Linked DNA regions of Sus scrofa: region 1 is linked to region 2. Evidence: chromatin contacts called from public Hi-C data. All regions are on one chromosome and are shown on one strand. Each heading gives the region's core, a stretch centred on a gene start, on an enhancer-like site or on the middle of the called end of the contact. The rest is flanking DNA. Distances are from core to core; before and after follow the strand shown.

Region 1 (4,561 bases), core at 421-2,920, 64 kb after region 2:
ACTAATGAATGAGAGCTCCAGTGCCAGGGCCCAGGAATCTGTGTTTTAACAAGCTCCTTAGGTAATTCCCATGCACCCAAAGTGTGAAAACCACTGTCTTAGGGAATCAATGCAAAAGGATCTGAGTATTCACATCTGCTGCTTCTTTATTTTTGTCTTTTCATCTTTTCTAGGGCTGCACCTGTGGCATACAGAGGTTCCCAGGCAGGGATCTAATCAGAGCCACACCAGAGCCACACCAACACAGGATCCGAGCTGCGCCTGCAACCTACACCACCGCTCACCGCAACACTGGTTCTTTAACCCACTGGTGAGGCCAGGATCGAACCCACAACCTCACGGTTCCTAATCAGATTCATTAACCACTGAGCCACGACGGGAACTCCTCAGCTCTCCTTCTTATCAAGCAGGTGGAGAACTTCCCAAGTTGCTATTAAAGGCTGTGTCCTTGCTCCAGGAACAGGTGATGGGAATGGGGAGGGGGAGGGGTGAAGGAGACGGTGGGTATGGGGAGACAGATGGAGAGTGGGATGAGGAGGGGGGCGGGGAATGAATGGGGAGGGGCTTGGGGACATGGATTGAAGGGGGAGGAAAGGAGGAGGAGCTCTAAGACTGAGCTCTGATCTGCAGGAAAGGAAGGGGCAAAGGGGCAAGAATCCTGCATTTTCAGAGTATTTATGACTGGGCAGGTACTTGGCATCCACTATTTCCTTTCATTTTTAATTTAACTTTTTTTTTTTTAGGGCCACGTCTGTGGCATATGGAGGTTCCCAGGCTAGGAGTCGAATTGGAGCTACAGCTGCCAGCCACAGCCACAACAGATCTGAGCTGCATCTGCAACATATACCACAGCTCACAGCAATGCCAGATCCTTAACCCACTGAGTGAGGCCAGGGATCAAACCCACAACCTGATGGATACTAGTTGGGTTGTTACCACTGAGCCATGACAGGAACTCCTCATCCAGAACTTTTATGTTTGTGTTTGTGTTTTACTCTTCCAAGTTCCTCCTCACTCAGAAGAAAGTTCTCAGATCTCTTCTGAGGAGACAGAGAAGACAGAATATAAAACGAAATAAGAATGGAAAGGGTTTTTTCAGCAGGAGAGATGGGTTTCTGCTTTTCCTAGAAGCACTGTTGCTTCTCCAGGGACTCCCCATGCCCTTCAGCCCAAAGCTGTGCCATCCGAAGCCACCTGCACAGGTGGGAAGGGAGCTGGGGCAGCGTCCCAGGGACTGCGAACCTCATCAAACCTTGCGCCTGGGAGGAATCGCAGAGGTCAGCCACCCATTCTTCATCTGATGCTTGAGTCTCTGTCAGCCTCTGCTGGGAACTCGCCCCTATTCAAAAGCTTCGATAACTTGGGAGTGCTAGAAAGTTCTTTCACTGGACGTGAAAACAGGACCATGCCTTTTTGTTCACTGTGCTGTTCCTCCCCACCCACCCCCACCCCCATGCTCAATAAATACTGGTGGAATGTTGGATGAATGAATGAACTAATGTGCAGACATTCTGCCCAGTTTGTGTGGTTAGAAGCACAGTCTTCCTCTGAAGGAAGGCAGGGCCGGGGGCTGCCTGGGATGCTGCCACCATGACCCAGCCCAGGCTGTGCCTTGCTGAGGGCAGGAGCCCTTGGAACTTGAGATGGACGGGAGTGCTCCAGGCTAAGGGGTCCCTGGAGTGGGGAGACCACTCTTTCAAGTGTTCTGAATGCCAGGGCCGAGTGGCAGCCTTCCTCCATGGCCGTAACTTACTACATTCCTGGATAAGTTGAGGAAATTCAATCCATATGTTCTGGGGTTATTTACACGATTCTCGGAGTTGCCGCAGTTGTGTAAGAGTCACTTGACGTCGATGGGGTGGCTTTCTTTTTTCCATTAAGAGAAGAGTTCCTGAAGAAAAGCCAACTCCACTATCCCTGAAAAGGGAGGGGCAGAAGCACAGGGAACAGTCATCTGGGGCCGCCCCACAAGCATCGCAGAGTCTGGGGAGACTGTTTCCAGTGAGTTTCAAAGGGGAGGTCAAGGAAGGAGGGAGATAGGACTCCTGCTGCCTCTGGGACTCCTGCCCAGTTGTGTTCCCACGTGGGCTCTACCAGCTGCCACCAGCACAGCCTCAGTGGCGCAGGGGCAGTTAGAAACAGATAACGGAATTGCTTAAGAACAGGGAGGTGCATCAGGAAGATGCAGCTTCCAGGAAAGCCATGTAGGAGTGCATTTTGGCATTACTGTGAGTTAAGTTACTCCTTCCCCTTGGCCTCAGTCTCCCTTCTGTAAAATGTGAGGCTGCACTTTGCCCTACCACCCTGATGAGTCCTAAGAGAGCATTCTAGGACATTCTTTTGTGTCTCATTGTGAATATTATCTGGTAATGCCCAGATAAACATTTTTCAAAAGATATTTTTACCACAATCCTCAGTAAGAAATATTTTGCACAGTGATCTAGTATACACAACTGAAACAATGTTTTCACAGATGGATGCCTTACCCCTCCTACAAGGTTAGACATGTAGATCAATGGAATCCCACCCAGAGAGAGTCCAGAAATAAACTTATACATTTTTGGTCAAGTGATTTCCAAATGAGGTGCCAAGGCAATTTGATGGGAAAAGATATCTTTTTTTAGATAGTGGTAGTGAGTAGATATCCATAAGCAGAAATATACACATACATACACTCACACCCTTACTTCACGTGATATACAAAAATGAATTAAAAATGGGTTGTAGGGGAGTTCCCATCATGGGTCATCGGAAACAAATCTGAGTAGTATCCATGAGGACACAGGTTCGATTCCTGGCCTCACTCAGTGGGTTAAGGATCCAGCATTGCTGTGAGCTATGGTGTAGGTTGCAGACGCGGTGTGGATCCTGCATTGCTGTGTCTGTGGCATAGACCAGAGGCTACAGCTCCAGGAAAAAAAAAAAAAAAGAAATGGATCGTATATTGATATGTAACAACTAAAAGAAAGAACTACGTGTACATGTCAACAAGGATGATCCCCGTGAACTTTATGTTAAGTGAAAGACGACAAACGTGAAAGACATTTTGTGTTTCCATTTATGCGAAATTTCTAGAAAAGGGAGAACATTAGATACAGCAGATCAGAGGTTTACTTGGGCTGTAAGGCTTCCAACAGGTGTGGGAGAACTTGGTGGGGTGACAGCAGAGTTCTAAAACTGTGCTGATGGTTGCACAGTCCTATACATTTGCTAAAAATCATTAAAGTATATACTTACAGTGGGTGAATTTCATAATATATAAACTATAGCTCAAAGAGACATGACCATTGACAAAACCAAACCTAAAGGATAAAGACGATAAATGATTTGTTCATTTGTGCTGTGTTCTTTGGCCATGATGAGTTAGTTCCTAACCCCTTCTTCCTCCCTTATTAATCTCTCTTTATAACATCCATACCATCACTGCACATAGATATATGACTCATAAAAACTAGTCATTTGAAAAGATTAGAAAGAATAGATACATAGTCATTAGATTTATATTGAAAACAACTTTTTTAAGAACAGGAGTTTGTAAATCTAAGCACGTCTTCCAACATTATGCAACACCAACAACTGCCATTGGTAGACCATAATTGGACATAGTTTTGTGCACGTAGTTTATCATACTCCCCAAAGGCACACTCTAATGGTTCTGAATGCTTATAAAGCATAGGGAAGAATGTTTTGTGTCTCCTCAGTAGCTCAGGATGGGAACCAGACACTCCAAAGATGTCTTAACCAGTTCAGTGGCTTCTAAACTCATGGACAGCATCCCTCACCGCCCCCAAAACCAACTCAATCGGAATCTTGGTGGAGGGGAATTTTAGAATTCTTTAGTCTTGAAAATATTTCCCAGGTGTCAGGAAGATTTGTAAGCATGATGTGATGAAATCACTATAATCAGATTTGAAATAGAACGCAAAATACTGGTTTCCGGTTATGGTTAAAACATCAAGCTTTGCAAATGAGTGACTTCAAAAAAATGTACAAAGCAGGATATAGACTAAGCTGTCTCAGCAACCATAACCACTCCTCCTTGCCTTCATACATTTAGAAAGGGGTGGAGGAAGAGCTGGTAGGCTGGAATTCTGCAACCCCCTGGGATCCCACATGGATAACCTCAAGTCCACCACTCCTCCTCCAGAGCACCCTTTCAGCACCATCTTCCCCATCCCATCCAGCCTCCATCCCCTTTCTCATTTTCTTTCCCAGTCAAGCTCCTGGAGGGAGTAAAATCTCCTGAGTGTCCGTATTTCTCTTCCCTGATGACTTCCTACCCTCCGTTGTCTGACTTTTGTCCCCACTCTTCCATAAACCACTGCTGGAGAGAGTTGTTAAAGACCATGTAGTTGCCCGAACCCAATCAACCCATTCTCTGTTCACACCAAATTTAACCTTCTGGATGAGTTTGTTTGGGGGAACTACTCTTTCCTTTGTAAAACAGTCTTCCTTCAGTTTTTCAGGCACTCCTTCTCCCTTCCCCTTCCATCTTCCCTGTTTTCCCTGCTGTGACCACCTCGAGGAGGAGTCTCATCTGTCACTTCCTATTCCCTAGAGG
Region 2 (5,060 bases), core at 2,341-4,840:
ATGGAAGCACTGAACGCTGGGGCTGGAAGGACCCTGAGGGGGATCTGATGCCTTTCTTTTACAGATGGGGAAACTGAGGCCCAGAGAGGGAAAGTCATTTGTCAAATGTTACACAGCCAGTTGGGGGCAGAGCTGGGGCTATAACCCAGTACTCTGGGCTCTCCGTCCCTTCTCACTGCCTTTCACCATCAAGTCTCTGCTTTCCTTGACTCTGGCTCATGGAAACTGGAGGAGTGGATCCCTCTGAACATCCATGCTGGGTTGATTCCCTGTGGAGTTCAGGCTGCAGGCACGGTGGGCAATCTGGTGGAACATGGTCACACCAATGTCCTGAGCTCACCCTTCTTCTATTTCCCTTCCCAGAGGCATAGAGGGGCAGCTGTGAGACTTCTCTTTCTCCAAACAATCCATTTGAGCCCCCACCTGGGGCTAGGGCCCAGGGAGCCTATTCAGATATCACACTTCAAGGCTGGAAGGTTGCTTCATGCTTGTCAGGACACCCCATGTTATCAGCTGGAACTTGAGAGTGTTAGATGGATCCAAATGATGCATTCTCAGTTGATGGTAGGGATTTAACAGGGTTGGGAAGACTGTCACTGCTCTTCTCCTCCCCTCAGTCAACACAGAACTTCCCAGCTTTCTCTTTGTCCTTTGAAGTTCCTTTAAATTCCTTTAAATTCTGAAGGGATACAGCTTGGATCACAAGAAACTTTTGGAAGAAAAATCCAGGGACAAAAGTCCTGCAGGGCATCACACTCAGAGAGAGGGTCCTCTGGAGTGGAATCCCTGTCTCCCCACACCTGAGTGGTTTCTGCTAGAAAAAGGGTCTTAGAAAGTACCCAGAGGGTAGAATTGGAAAAAATACATGGACTCAGCTCTAGGTTAGAAAACATTTTCTAACAGTAAGCTCAGTTACGCCAATAGTAGGACCAATGGGTTTGACAAACGGCAAGGAGTGAAGGAGGCCCCTGGGGTAGGCACTCCAGGAGAGGAGTGGGAGTTGGCCAAGAGTTGCTGTGCTCCTGGGAGAGTGAGGCCCCAGGAGGGGAAGGGACCAGCCCAGGGCCAGGGACCCAGGTCTCCTGAATAGATCCTTTTTCCCATACCACTCTGCTGCCTCCCAGGGGTTGTCTTGGGAGGGTGGAAGCAGCGTGTTCCATCCCATTTGGTCTCATGAGTAACATGGAGTATGCCATCCTCAGGAGTGTATGATGCAGCCTTGCAGGGGCTGGGTGGGCTGGAGGCCAAGGAAGTCAGGGCTCACCGCTCCACCTGGAGCTCCCCCAGGCCTGGAGGGGAGCCCATCTGCTCCCACACCCAGTCCACGTAGTTGGAGACTTTGGTGTAGACCCCATACACCTGCTTACTGCCACATTCTTCAGGGCCCCCCCAGGACACCAGGCCTTGAGCCACCCAGCGTTGGCTCAGGTCGTCAAGGATGACAAAGGCCCCGCCGCTGTCTCCTAGGCACGTGTCCTTGCCGCCCTCATAGTAGCCGGCACAGAACATGTTCTCTGTGACGCTGTAGTTGCCTGACCGGGACTCGTAGCTGGTCTTGCACTCGGCGTGCGGCACCACGGGTAACTTGACATACTGCAGGACATCTGACAAGGTCCGCGTGCCGCTGCTGATGATCTCATCCACTGTCACATTAGGATTGGAGATGCCCCAGCCAGCTACCAGCCCCAGCATGTGGGGCGCCGGGCCTTCGGGCTCAGGCCTCGGCAGGCAGACGGGCATGACGTGCGGCCCCAGGGGCACCGGCTCCTGCAGCTGCACTAGAGCAATGTCATGGTTGTAGTTCTGGATGTCAAAGTCAGGGTGGAGCACCACTCGGGCAGCTGAGCTGTTGACAGCCCCGGATTTGTCGCGCACGTCATGCAGGCCCAGGTAGACGGTGACATGCTCCTTGGAGACTGGCGTCACCGTGTTGTCTCTGCGCTGTGAGCGCAGCACGTGGGCTGCCGTGAGGATCCAGGACTCAGAGAGCAAGGCCCCGCTCCCAAACCACTTGTCGTTGGGCACCCTCGACGTGTCCTCCACCACGATCAGGGCCTGCCATGGAAAGAGGCCGGGCTCAGCGTTCCGGCCTCCGATGATCCGCTTGACCAGGTTCGGCAGGGAGCGGGAGGGCTGACCACACACTGTAAGGAGAGGGAGGAGCGGGGACAAGAGTGAGAGACTGGTCAGGTCAGCCAGTTGAAAAGATCCTCTGGGAGAAATTCACATCTCACCCACTGTAGATTATGCCACCATGGACCCCTACTTTACATCGGGGGCCCTGCTAGCCTGGGAAAGCTTGGAATGGGTCACCTTTGGCCTAAAGCTTTCTAGTCTGGCCTATTGGTCCTCTGACCCTTTTGTAGCCAGGGCCATGTATGGACTATTTTGTATGTGGGGCTTTACCATCCTGAACCAATCACTCATGGCCTGGACCATCTTTAGCCAGGCCTACCTCTAGCCATGGTCAGTTTTCGCCTTTCTTCCCTAGAGAGGCGTCTCAGAATCCAGAAGTGGTCCATGCTGTGGGCACTTAGAAAACTTCAGAAAACTGCAGGTCAACAGCTTTGAGAGATGGAAGGAGATTTAAAGATTGTCTAGCAGGTCACAGTAAACACTGGACTGGGAGCTGAGACATGGAAGGCCTTGATGTGGCTTTTCTCTCCTCTGTCCTGTGTGACTCTGGGTAAGTAAATTTCCTTCTCTGGATTTCACTATTTGATCTATTAAATGAGACATTTGGTCAAGGCAATCTTCAATGATCCTTTAAATGTCAAATTCCTTTGATTTTTATTTCTTTTGCCCTGGTCACCCCCATTTTATGGGTAACACTCTCCAGAGGTTAAATGACTAGCCCAAGGTCCCATGGCTATTAAGTTTTGAGTAGCAGGGGCTTAACTAGATTCTAAGATCTATGTCTCTTCCCATATCCCACAATGCCTCATTACATTTGAAGACCACTGTCCTGGGCCCTCTAACCTTTTCTTCTCTGGTCTAAAGGACACATACTCTGAAGGGCTGCCCAGAGCTCCCAAGGTTAGGGAAAGGTGGCATAATCTACAAGCAATGATGCATGGGCTCTGCTCTGAGCCACCCATCATTGCGCCCAGGAACCAGTAGTACCTTCTTCAGAGGAAGAAGAAAGGGCTGATCAAACTTCGTTCCGCCGACTTGTACCCTGAGCATACACATGCACCACCAGCCTCCTGCAGCCAAACGCCTTTGGCCCACGAGCAGAGGGTCTTCAGTACCAGCCCCCTCCCACCAGCGGCTAAGAACAGGCTCTCAAGAGCCCCTCCCAGCAGGGTGCTTAGGTCTGGGGGCTTAAGCCCTGTGTGAATGAGGGCCTCCTCCTGGTTGCAAATTGCCAGGCTACACTCCTAGGCCCTGGATCCTTTCACAATACTTTAAAGACGAAGGAATATTTGTGTTTTCCTTGGCAACTTTGAGAGGTCAGGCTTTCAGCAACTTAATGCTTTTCAGATGCTCTTCTTCCTGATGCCAAATGCTTCTTACGTGATCCTGAGGCACCCTGCTGTTCACCCCAGGCCAGATGTGAGCTGATGTTTGCTAGTTGTCTGTGGCCTGGCCTTTCAGAGTTGAAAGCCAGACTCCCATTTATAAGCAGCAGCTTACAAAGCGACACCTCAACGCAGGCCTGTGACTGGCCCTGTACAACAACTCATTTAGTGCTGGTGAGGGCCATGCCTGTGGTTCAGTCCATGGTCACAACAAAGCCAGTGCTGAATGGTGCCTTTTTCCAACCAAGGGGCCAGTGGCATTCCCCAGGTCACAGGATGTCAGAGCTGGGGAAGCTTGGAGAACAGCCAATTTAGACGAAGAAAGTGAGGCTTCAGAGAAGGCATGTGACAAACTCAAAATCATTAGTGGCAAAGCCAGCAACAGAACCCTTTCTTCTAACTCTAACTTCATTTTTTCCACTAAAGTTTGTTTTTCTTTTTGATAGGATCTTGTCCTTTTAAGAGGCTGAATGATACAATAAGCCTTTGAGAATGCTCATGGAAATGGAGCCATTCTTTAAGGCTGCCACCATTCTCCATCCGGTCTTTCCTGGGACAATGGAATCACCTTGAAATACTAGAGCTTCAGCTGTGCTGAAGTCAGATTTGGGCTCTAGAAGACTGCAGGTTCGAAAGGAGGGCCCTAAAAACAAAAATGTGATATTCTAGAATTCTGGCTTCATTGGGATGGCAGAGTCAAGAAGAGCTCAGCATTGCTTGTGCTGACATCAAAAGTCATGAGTTTACCTTCCAGCTCTGTCTCCATCCTTGGATGAATCATGACACCTCCCTGATGCTTAGTTTTCTCACGTGTGAAATAAGGAGCAAATAATAGTTGCTTAACAGTTGCCTTGGAAAAGTGGATATGTTGATGCCAGATCAAATGGCTTTCTCCATTCTGGCTTTCCATTGGGTTTAATCTTGATGTTTTTGGAGGAGAGAATTGAGAACTCTCTGGCCTAGTCCAATGATACACCGTGTTCTGCTCAATACCAGGTGTTAAAAGAATTTCATGACTCATTATATTCAAGATGCTTTGTATAAATCTAGAGGATGATGAACATTAAGAGTCATAGAACATCACGGATCCCCTGGTCCTGCTTTCTCACTTCTGAGGTATGAAACCCTAACCCCAGAGAGGTAAGATTACTTACCAATGATTGTAATCAGGAAAAGAACTCTCCCAGTCTAGGACCCAGGCCCCTGACTCCCAGCTCAGTACCTTGTCTCCTTCCAGAGGTTATAACATGGCTGCACAGGATGGAATCCACCTGCACTGCTGTTTTCTTTGGCCCACATAGTATTTTAGCGAAATGGGATTTTGACCTTTGGTTTGCCAGAGCTCCACCATTCCTCATATTTTCTGAGGTTTCATCAGCTGTGGCTGTTGGGTGTGCTCCTGCCTAAGCCTAACTGAGATGATGGCCATCAGCAGAGTGTGGGTGGGTTGACCTGTCCCCTGTTCCAGCTCCTTGTGAGTTTTTTTTTGAGTTCTTTCTTAGACATAAAACCCTCCTAAATGAAGTCTCCCTAACTAGT

The links. A called contact is a pair of places that touch in the nucleus more often than the background predicts.
Region 1: a contact with region 2 is called in a Hi-C map of embryonic fibroblasts, with 1.7 times the contacts expected there. The contact joins two enhancer-like sites. A contact is called at or near these places in 1 of 5 promoter capture datasets (liver), 3 of 47 Hi-C or Micro-C datasets (embryonic fibroblasts and fibroblasts) and 1 of 2 datasets of contacts at active chromatin or transcription factors (skeletal muscle).

Annotation. Positions count from the first base shown.
Region 1 is chr13:125,045,006-125,049,566 of Sscrofa11.1, forward strand. It overlaps LOC110256384 (a long non-coding RNA gene), which reads right to left. Exons shown (of 4, transcript XR_002337796.1): 4 at 927-1,917. Among named protein-coding and RNA genes, the nearest start is that of MASP1, 19 kb to the left of the region's middle. Within about 2 kb of position 1,671, at least 6 of the 83 cell types and tissues checked have an H3K27ac peak or open chromatin away from gene starts, as enhancers often do. A contact at or near this core is called in embryonic fibroblasts, where this site is marked.
Region 2 is chr13:124,979,046-124,984,105 of Sscrofa11.1, forward strand. It overlaps MASP1 (mannan binding lectin serine peptidase 1), which reads right to left. Exons shown (of 11, transcript NM_001184947.1): 11 at 942-2,144. The coding sequence ends at 1,261. Among named protein-coding and RNA genes, the nearest start is that of RTP1, 46 kb to the left of the region's middle. Within about 2 kb of position 3,591, at least 7 of the 83 cell types and tissues checked have an H3K27ac peak or open chromatin away from gene starts, as enhancers often do. A contact at or near this core is called in embryonic fibroblasts, where this site is marked.